3 separate regions of the Mus musculus genome follow, and regions 1 and 2 are each linked to region 3. The links are chromatin contacts, called in public ChIA-PET and HiChIP or PLAC-seq maps. All regions are on one chromosome and are shown on one strand. The core of a region is the stretch at or near the end of the contact, and the rest is flanking DNA. Distances in the headings are between cores, read along the strand shown. Region 1 overlaps Padi2 (peptidyl arginine deiminase, type II). Region 2 overlaps Padi2 (peptidyl arginine deiminase, type II). Region 3 holds the start of Atp13a2 (ATPase type 13A2).

What was found. ChIA-PET counts read pairs in DNA pulled down with a chosen protein or histone mark. HiChIP or PLAC-seq counts read pairs in DNA pulled down with a chosen protein or histone mark.
Region 1: a contact with region 3 is called in an H3K4me3 HiChIP or PLAC-seq map of the 230-238 cell line, with 15 read pairs. The contact joins the enhancer-like site here to the promoter of Atp13a2 in region 3. A contact is called at or near these places in 1 of 484 Hi-C or Micro-C datasets (female germline stem cell-derived STRA8 germ cells) and 3 of 115 datasets of contacts at active chromatin or transcription factors (the 230-238 cell line, pancreatic cancer cells and pro-B cells).
Region 2: an RNA polymerase II ChIA-PET map of effector CD8 T cells shows a contact between it and region 3, with 92 read pairs. The contact joins the enhancer-like site here to the promoter of Atp13a2 in region 3. A contact is called at or near these places in 1 of 484 Hi-C or Micro-C datasets (natural killer cells), 6 of 115 datasets of contacts at active chromatin or transcription factors (the 230-238 cell line, CD8 T cells, effector CD8 T cells and 2 more) and 3 of 9 other capture datasets (adipose tissue, liver and pancreatic islet).

What each region holds. Positions count from the first base shown.
Region 1 is chr4:140,924,529-140,927,228 of GRCm38.p6, reverse strand. Padi2 (peptidyl arginine deiminase, type II) reads right to left here. Exons shown (of 16, transcript NM_008812.2): 5 at 976-1,093; 6 at 11-136. Among named protein-coding and RNA genes, the nearest start is that of Gm34375, 6.2 kb to the left of the region's middle. Within about 2 kb of position 1,353, at least 40 of the 459 cell types and tissues checked have an H3K27ac peak or open chromatin away from gene starts, as enhancers often do. A contact at or near this core is called in the 230-238 cell line and pro-B cells, where this site is marked.
Region 2 is chr4:140,943,991-140,946,690 of GRCm38.p6, reverse strand. It overlaps Padi2 (peptidyl arginine deiminase, type II), which reads right to left. Exons shown (of 16, transcript NM_008812.2): 13 at 2,156-2,249; 14 at 1-13. Among named protein-coding and RNA genes, the nearest start is that of Gm13031, 13 kb to the left of the region's middle. Within about 2 kb of position 1,355, at least 144 of the 459 cell types and tissues checked have an H3K27ac peak or open chromatin away from gene starts, as enhancers often do. A contact at or near this core is called in the 230-238 cell line, CD8 T cells, adipose tissue and 2 more, where this site is marked.
Region 3 is chr4:140,985,523-140,988,222 of GRCm38.p6, reverse strand. Atp13a2 (ATPase type 13A2) reads right to left here and starts at 1,302. Exons shown (of 29, transcript NM_029097.3): 1 at 1,147-1,302. The coding sequence starts at 1,156.

The sequences.
Region 1 (2,700 bases), core at 104-2,603, 61 kb after region 3:
GATCACTCACTCTCCACGTAGAAGACGCCCACTTTGTCCGAGTCTGACATGGAGATGTAGAGGACTATTTCATACCCGGCGGGCAGGCGGTCAGGGCCTTTGGTGCGCAGGATCATCTGAGACATGTCCTGGAGGTCTGTGGGTAGATAAGGGAGACTAGGAAGAGGATGTTATGGGAGCTGGGCTCACCATGGCTTTTTCAAGGCCCCTCCTTCATGCATGTAACTACCAGAAGCCTAAGGAAAAGGTACTTTCTCTAGCACCAGGGAGAACTGGTCAACCCTTTAGGAATTTCGGGGTTTTTTTCTAGTCTTTTTTTTTTTTTTCTCATACATTGGCCTGGAACTCAGATTTGCCTGACTTATCTATTTGTCATCTGTGTGTGTGTGTGTGTCTGTGTGTGTGTGTGTGTTTGTGTGTGTGTATGTATGTGTGTGTCTGTGTGTGTGTATGTATGTGTGTGTATATGTATGTGTGTGTATGTGTGTATTTGTGTATGTGTGTGTGTGCCTGTGTGTGTGTCTGTGTGTGTATCTGTTTGTGTGTGTGTATGTGTGTGTGTATATGTGTGTGTGTATATGTGTATGTGTATGTATGTGTGTGTCTGTGTGTGTGTATGTATGTGTGTCTGTTTGTGTGTGTGTGTATGTATGTGTGTGTGTATGTGTGTGTAAGAGAGAGAGAGAGAGAGAGAGAGAGAGAGAGAGAGAGAGAGAGAACAGCTTGTGGGAATCTGTTCTTTCTCTTTATCATGTGTGTCTCAGGAATTGAACTCAAATCATCTGGCTTGTTGCCAAATTCCTTTACCCTCTGCACAATCTTGCTGGTCTGTCGAAGTGTAGTTGAATGGCATTTGCAGTCATTTATTTTGAGCATCATCCCCTGTAGGCCCAAGTATACTCCTGCCTCACCCTCTGTCCTGCCCGGGACAGAACAGCACGCTCCCACGGTCCCCCAGTGTGGCCCCACTGGCACCTTGCTTGCTGTAGACCTTTTCGTCACTACAGTCCTCCTTGGGCAACCAGGGTGTGTCTCGGTCACAATTCACCAGCAGGATAGCCCCTTGGCCCTCAGGACCCCAGGTCCAGGATGCCTGCAACAGCAGTGACATGGTCAAGGCCACCCCTGGTTCCGTCATCATGCAACCTCTGTGGGATACTGAGGGACAGACACGGTAAGGAGTACTTCCTACCCTCCAGGACAGCAGCTGGGACCTGGAAGGCTCCATTACCAAATCCAGTACCCAGAAAGGACCCACATTCAAGAGCACAGAGAGACAGGAAGGCTGAACGGGGCGTGTGGGCCTCAGCTCTGGTGTGAGATGACCGTGTCTGGCAGAGATGGTGGCAGGAAGTGACATTCTAAGACAGGCTTGAGGTGACTGATTCCAGACACGCTCTGAGTGCTCCCGAGGGGGCCGGCACCTTGCTCTGCTTTCTCTCCTGCAGTCACAGTGCCCAGAGCAGCCTCCAGCTGGATCATGCCGTTTCCCTGTGTGAAGCCCTCACTGTTAGCTCAGATAAAGCCTGGATTCTCAGATCTTCTGTAAGGCTGGTGAGACACAAGGCTGCGGAGACCCACGGCCTCGGCATCTGGGCTCTTCCACACACTATGCTCTACCCACATGGATGCCCGTCTGCACCCCAGAGACTCCCAGACCTTTGCCACAATGGTCCCTCTTTCTGCATCAGCTCCACTTGGCCCTCCCTGAAGGTGCCTTTCCGATCTCCAGGACAAGTGCCCAGGAGAAGGACTCTTCCTTGAACTTTGGTCTCTCTAGGTTTTTGTTATCCTCTGGGACTGACCTGGTCCTACAATCCAAGAGATAAATTTGTTCGTGTTTTGAGACAGGGTCTCACACAGTTGGCCTCTAACTCACCATATAGCAGAGGAGGGCCTTGAACTCCCGATCTTCCTTCCTCTACCTCCTGAGATCTGGGATTCCTAGCATGCACAACCACTACTAGCTACTAGAAAGGGTGTTCACAAGGTGGGCAAAGACACTGATGAAAACTTCACTGGTCCAGGTATGAACATTCTCGTTAAGGGACTGGACGCCTTTTCGTTGATTGCTTAGCTCCAGGTCAATGCCAGGGAACAGACTCGGGGTTTCCTGCATTGAAGACAGGTCCTCTGTCAACTGAGCTACATCTCCAGCCTCCGGAGCAGTTTGGTCAGGATTATCAAGACCTACAATCTGTCTTTAAGAGATTTCTCTATAACACCCCTCCCCACACCCCCAGTAAAGACAGGGTTTGCTTAGGTTGGCCATGAACAACCAATCCTCTTGTCTCTGCCTCCTGAGCACTGACAGGTAAGAGCCACCTCTGCCGGTTTTAATTTTAATTTATAGTTATCTGTTTTCTTGAGACAGGGTCTCACTCGATAGCCTCAGCTGGCCTAGAGTTCGTTACTTAGACCAGGTCTGTCTCTGCCTGCTGAGTGCTGGGATTAAAGTTGTGTGCTAACACCACCCTCGATGACTTTAAATTTAAAAGAGGCACAGGGGGAAACAAATGGCTTTCCTGGGCAGCCTCTGTCTCAGGAACATCCATTCTTCCATCAGCGCTGTGGCACATGCTAGGGAAACAGTTCCCACAGGGAGCCTGGCCTGCCTGGGGCCCATCGCTGCTACTGTGCTGTTTCTGCTGCCTGCTTTCAGCCTTAGCCTCCTGCCCCATGTGTGCAGTGGTAGCTGAC
Region 2 (2,700 bases), core at 106-2,605, 42 kb after region 3:
ATGCCTCCCAGGCCTGTGGGGGTCAGAGGGTGACAGTAAATCTCAGGTGCCTGCCTGGGTGTCCCATCTGAGCTATTTGCTGGCAGTGGAGGGGGGTGGGGAATGGGGTGGGAGTGAGGTGGGGGGAATGGATGGGGAAGAGGGGTGATCTCCTTCTACCCAGGGAGGCATGTGTGTCCCCCTCTCCAGACCAACCATGTCTCCTAAGCCAGGAATGGGGGTGCAGGCACCTTGTGCTCTCTGGCAGGAGGAGAAGTCACCTGGGTGCCCCCTTTGAATGTTAGCAGCTGACCAGGGTTCAAACACCCCTCCTGTTACTCAGTGCTGGCCCTGGAGAGAGCCTGCCTCTGACTCTAGCTCCATAGCCTGGAGGCTTTAGGTCAGATTAGTGACATCCAAGTGCCTGCAGTCTGTTCTTTGGTCGGAAGCCAGGACCTTGTATACACTAGATAAGTAATCTTTTAAATGCTAGCCGTGCTCCCCAGACAGTCTTCCCCATGTTCCTGTGAGGTAGCTGCTACTGTTAAAGGTGAGGAAGCTGCGTTTCCCTACACAGCAAGTGGCCACACAGGCAGCCGGACCACAAGGCTGTGAGCCTTGTATATTTGATTAACATTATTTTTTCCTTTTAGTTTTTTTTTTCTTATGGGTTGGCTTTGAACCTACAACCTTCAGCCTCCACCTCCCGAGTGCTAAAAGTGTTATATTTTATTTATATATAGCCTGTCAGCTCTCTGCATGGCCCAGACTTGTAGCGTCACAACACCAAAGAGACCAGGGCTGTGGGACCCTGCCCCTGTGCTGCCACCACGCCACAGTCCTCTCCGTGACTCTATGGCATTAATATTTCTAACCATGGTGTGTGGAGGCAGCATTTGAGGCAAGCTTAAGATAGAAAGGAAACTTCTAGAAAGCCAAGCCTTACACCTGCCAACGCAGAAAAAAAAACTTGCCACCAGGAGGCTAGAACAGGATAGCAGTGTTATCTATCTATCTGTCTGTCCATCCATCTATCCATCCATCCATCCATCCATCCATCCATCTATCTATGTTTGTTATTTTAGTTTTATCACAGCCTTGGCTGTCCTGGAACTCACTGTGTAGACCAGGCTGGCCTTGAACTCAGAGATCCACCTGCCTCTGCCTCCCGAGTGCTGTGGTTAAAGGTGTGCACCACCACTGCCCGGCTAGGATGGCAGTCTTACGTGGATCTGTCCTGGACACGGGCAGCATTCCAGTCCCACTCCTTGGACACAGGACAATAGCATAAGCATTACCCAGTGACTATGAGTGTCAGGATACTAAGCTACCATGTGGCAGGAAGTGGTAAGACACAGTGACTGATACATTGTGTCTATTTTACCACAGCAAGAGTGCAGATGTGCTGTGGCATTTCTCACCATGCCGCCTGGCAGGGTTTCCCTCAGCAGAGTCTCTTTCTCATGATTAATTCAGGTACAGAGCTCATCCCTGGGTCTGCCCCACTTAGGAGGGAGACAGAGCCTCACTGGAGGAGACAGAGCCTCATTCCAGACCCAGCAGATGCTATGTCGCTCCACTTAGGAGGGAGACAAAGCCTCACTCCAGACCCGGCAGGGCAGGCGTGATGTCAGCTGAAACCACTTCCCTTCCTGGGCCTCCAGCATCGACACTGTTTCTCTCCCCCCTTTACTGTTCTGGGGGTGGATGGGGTATGGCAGAAGGGATGTGGCTTAGCAGAAGAGTGCATGACCATCTCAGAAGGTCCTGGCTTCCATCCCGCTGTCTTGAAAACCCAAGCTTCTGGGCTCAGATCATGTGGCAGTCATTTGGGTCCTTCCGTCCCTCTCTAGGTCTGGTGCTCTTTCAGATATCAGTTCTGAAGATACACTTTGCCCTTCTCTATTTTGAGACAGGGTTACATGACCCTGGAGTTAGGACCCTTCTGCCTTTGTCTGTGAGTGCTAGGACCGCAGGCAGGCACCACCACACTTGGGTTCTGCAGTGCTGGGGATCGAACCCAGCATTTGGTGCATGCTAGGCAAGCGCTCCATCAACTCTGCATCGCCAGGCAGGCGTGACCTTTGGTTTGGGTTTGGTGGTGCAGCTGGGTGCTCTGGGACAAGGCCCTCTTGAGCTCTGTGGGGCTTCCTGTCAAGGGCTTCTGCTCACTCACCCTTGAACATAACGGCCTCCCCGTGGCCTGCCTTCTGCTTTTCTCGGAAGAGCTGGTAGCAGGCGGAGGTGCTGGCCATGAGCAGCCGAAATTCCTGCAAGAGATGCCACCGTGGGTGGCACATTGTCAGGGGAGGCACTGGGGGACGGGGAGGTAGCCAGAATGCCAGAAGGACCTGAGTCCTGGCTGCCCAGTACTTGGTGCCTTTCATGCTGAGAGTCACTGGCTTCCTAGGAAGTCTGTCTGTCTTAGGACTGGCTGACTGTGTCTCTTCTTGTATCCTGGGCAACATCATCAGATCCAAGTACAGGCCCCAAAGTGGCCTGGGATGGTGGCAGGGAAGGGGTTCTCCAAAAGGATGGGCAGTTTGCAGAGTTTCTGAGATACACAGAGGCGCCCAGTCCTTTCATTCCAAAAAGGACATTCTGCCCCAGAGCCTTCAGCCTTTTCCTGGACTGTTGTAACTGATCAGCCATTATCTGGGTGTGACTGCTCAGAGGTTAAGAGCCAGCCTAGACTGCTCTTCCAGAGGTCCTGAGTTCAAT
Region 3 (2,700 bases), core at 53-2,552:
ATCTTTAAAAGATTAAATAATATAATGCAAAGATTGCACCGGGTGTGGTGGCACATGCCTTTAATCCCAGCACTGGGGAGGCAGAGGCAGGCGGATTTCTGAGTTCGAGGCCAGCCTGGTCTACAAAGTGAGTTCCAGAACAGCCAGGGCTACAGAGAGAAACCCTATCTCAAAAAACAAAACAACAACAACAACAACAACAACAAAATTACAATATAGCTCCAGTAGAGCAAAAGGTCCAGGTTTGACACCCTTCTCAGCACTCAGCCAGAAACCCAAACACAAAGCCCAAGAAAAGGCAGGCCAAGAATGAAAGACCAACATAAAGACACGCATGGCAGAGACGAGGCTTGAGCCCAGTTCCCAGCCCTGGGGCAGCCACACCAGCACCGTAGAGCTGAGGGGTGGGAGTCAAAGCCATTTGGGAACCTCTTATTTCCTGCGGAAGACCCAGCTTCCGGCTGCTAATCTATCAGTGGCCCAGGGCACCAGCATCTACTTCTGGTGGCTCCCCCATGGCCATGAGCTCATGGCTTCCCTCAAGCTGGGAGGGTGTGCGCCTAGGAGGTCTTTATGTAGATTCTAGGTGCTATGCTAGACGCTAGAGACTTTGCTCAAGTGCAGAGTCAGGGGTCTGGTGCATAAGGGGAAGACGTTGTTCTTATCACAAGTTGAATTGTAGCCCCCTATTGTTTTCCATTCCTCACCTAAGACACTGTCGGATGGAAGTTGGGGACTGGGCTAGACAGAGACATGCTAGCACCCGGAGGTTAGCAGACCATCTGCATCTGGTGGGATTTTGGTTTCAGCCTAAGACACTCATTCTGGCATGGGGGGGGGGCATGCAGGATATGGTCCTTGGATGTGGCCACTGGCAAGCTTTCTGTGTAGGTCAGGAGTGCATTTGTGCCTCGGCAGAGAGCTGGCTTCCCTAATCCTGTTCATGTAGCACATATGGGTGCTGCACAGAGGACCCACGGCGGTGCACCGCGTCCATCACTGGGACCTGTCACTCAGGGTCGAATGCATTCAGAGGGGATGGGGAGGGCAGGAACCCCCGGCCCTAGGGTGAGCGCAGCGGCAACCTAAATCTGTCTCTGGGGGCCTGGGGATGAGACCCGAAGGGAGGGCCGGGCCGCCGCTCACCTGCGCTCATTTCGGCTCCTCGCGCTCATCGCCGGCCGCTGTGGCCCGCGGCCTGGGCTCGGCGTGCGAGGCCCCGGGGCACGGTCGGGGGGCGCCGGTTGCGGCGATCCGCGGAGGGGCCGGGCTGGGCAGCACCTGCAAGACGCGACGGCGACTGGAACTGTGCCGCAGTCTGCGGCCGTCAAGCCCCGCCCCTCCACGGCGCCTGCGTCCGTCGCTGCCGCGCGGGCTGCCGGGACTTGTAGTTCCCAGTCTGGCCTCTGTCCGGAGCTCGCTGAGATCTTGATGCTGTGGGCAGCGTGGGTGGAGGCGCGAGTCGGGGGATGGGGAGAGGAGGGAAGAGATGGGAAGCAAGGGAATGTGGACGGGACAGTCCCCAGACAAAAGAGATAGACGGAAAAGGACAGGCTGCGAGACAGGTAGGCAGACATACAGGCAGACAGAGGGCGATGCTGGGAAGACACAAGTGGACCGGCTTGACAGAAAGGGGCGGGGGGGGGGGCACCAGGCAGACAACAGACAAAGAGGTAGAGAGGTGACAGACAAACAAACAGAAAGGAACGTTGGGACACCCCATTGGAACAGCCTCCATATAGAACAACAATAATACAGGAAACAGGCGGACAGACAAACATCAAATAGGCAGGCAGAGTGGGAGGGAGAGGTTGGAAGACACAGGTGGGACAGTCTCCAGACAGAACAGACAAACGGAAAACCGATATGCTGGGAGACAGGACAGACAAAAAGACAGGCACACGGATAGGCTGCTGGCAGACAAACAGGGGGGCCATACTGGGAGACAGAGGTGGAAGAGGAGAAAGTGTCCTGTCCGCGACCACAGCCTCAGGCGCACCCCTCAGCACTGCACCTTACGCGTGCAGGTTCAAGCCTGCCCCTGTCTCTTCCAGGCTGTGTGACTGTAGATGTGTAAGCTAACCTCCCTGGGTCTCCTTTTCTTCAAAACAAAACAAAACAGCACTATTAATTCTAATTGTGTGTGTGTGTGTGTGTGTGTGTGTGTGTGTGTGTGTGTGTGTGTGTGTGTGTGTGGTGGTGGTGGTGGTGCATGTATGCACAATAGCACATCAGAGAACAGTCTTCAAGAGTCAGTCATATTCTTTCTGTGGGTGCCTAGGAATTGACCTTAAGTCCCCAGCAAACACCTTTACCCCCTGAGCCATATTACTGGGTTTGGACCTATTTTTTTTTTTTAAATTTTATTTCTTTTCACGTGCCTTGGTGTTTGACTGCATGCGTGTCTGTGTGAGGGTGTTGGATCCTCTGGAACTGGCGTTACAGGCAGCTATGAGCTGCCATGTGGGTGCTGGGAATTGAACCCAGGATCTTTGGAAGAGCCACTCATGCTCTTTTTTTTTTTTTTTTTTTGGTTTTTCGATACAGGGTTTCTCTGTATCTTCTTGGCTGTCCTGGAACTCACTTTGTAGACCAGGCTGGCCTCGAACTCAGAAATCCACCTGCCTCTGCCTCCCAAGTGCTGGGATTAAAGGCGTACGCCACCACTGCCCGGCTACCGCCCATGCTCTTATCCACTGA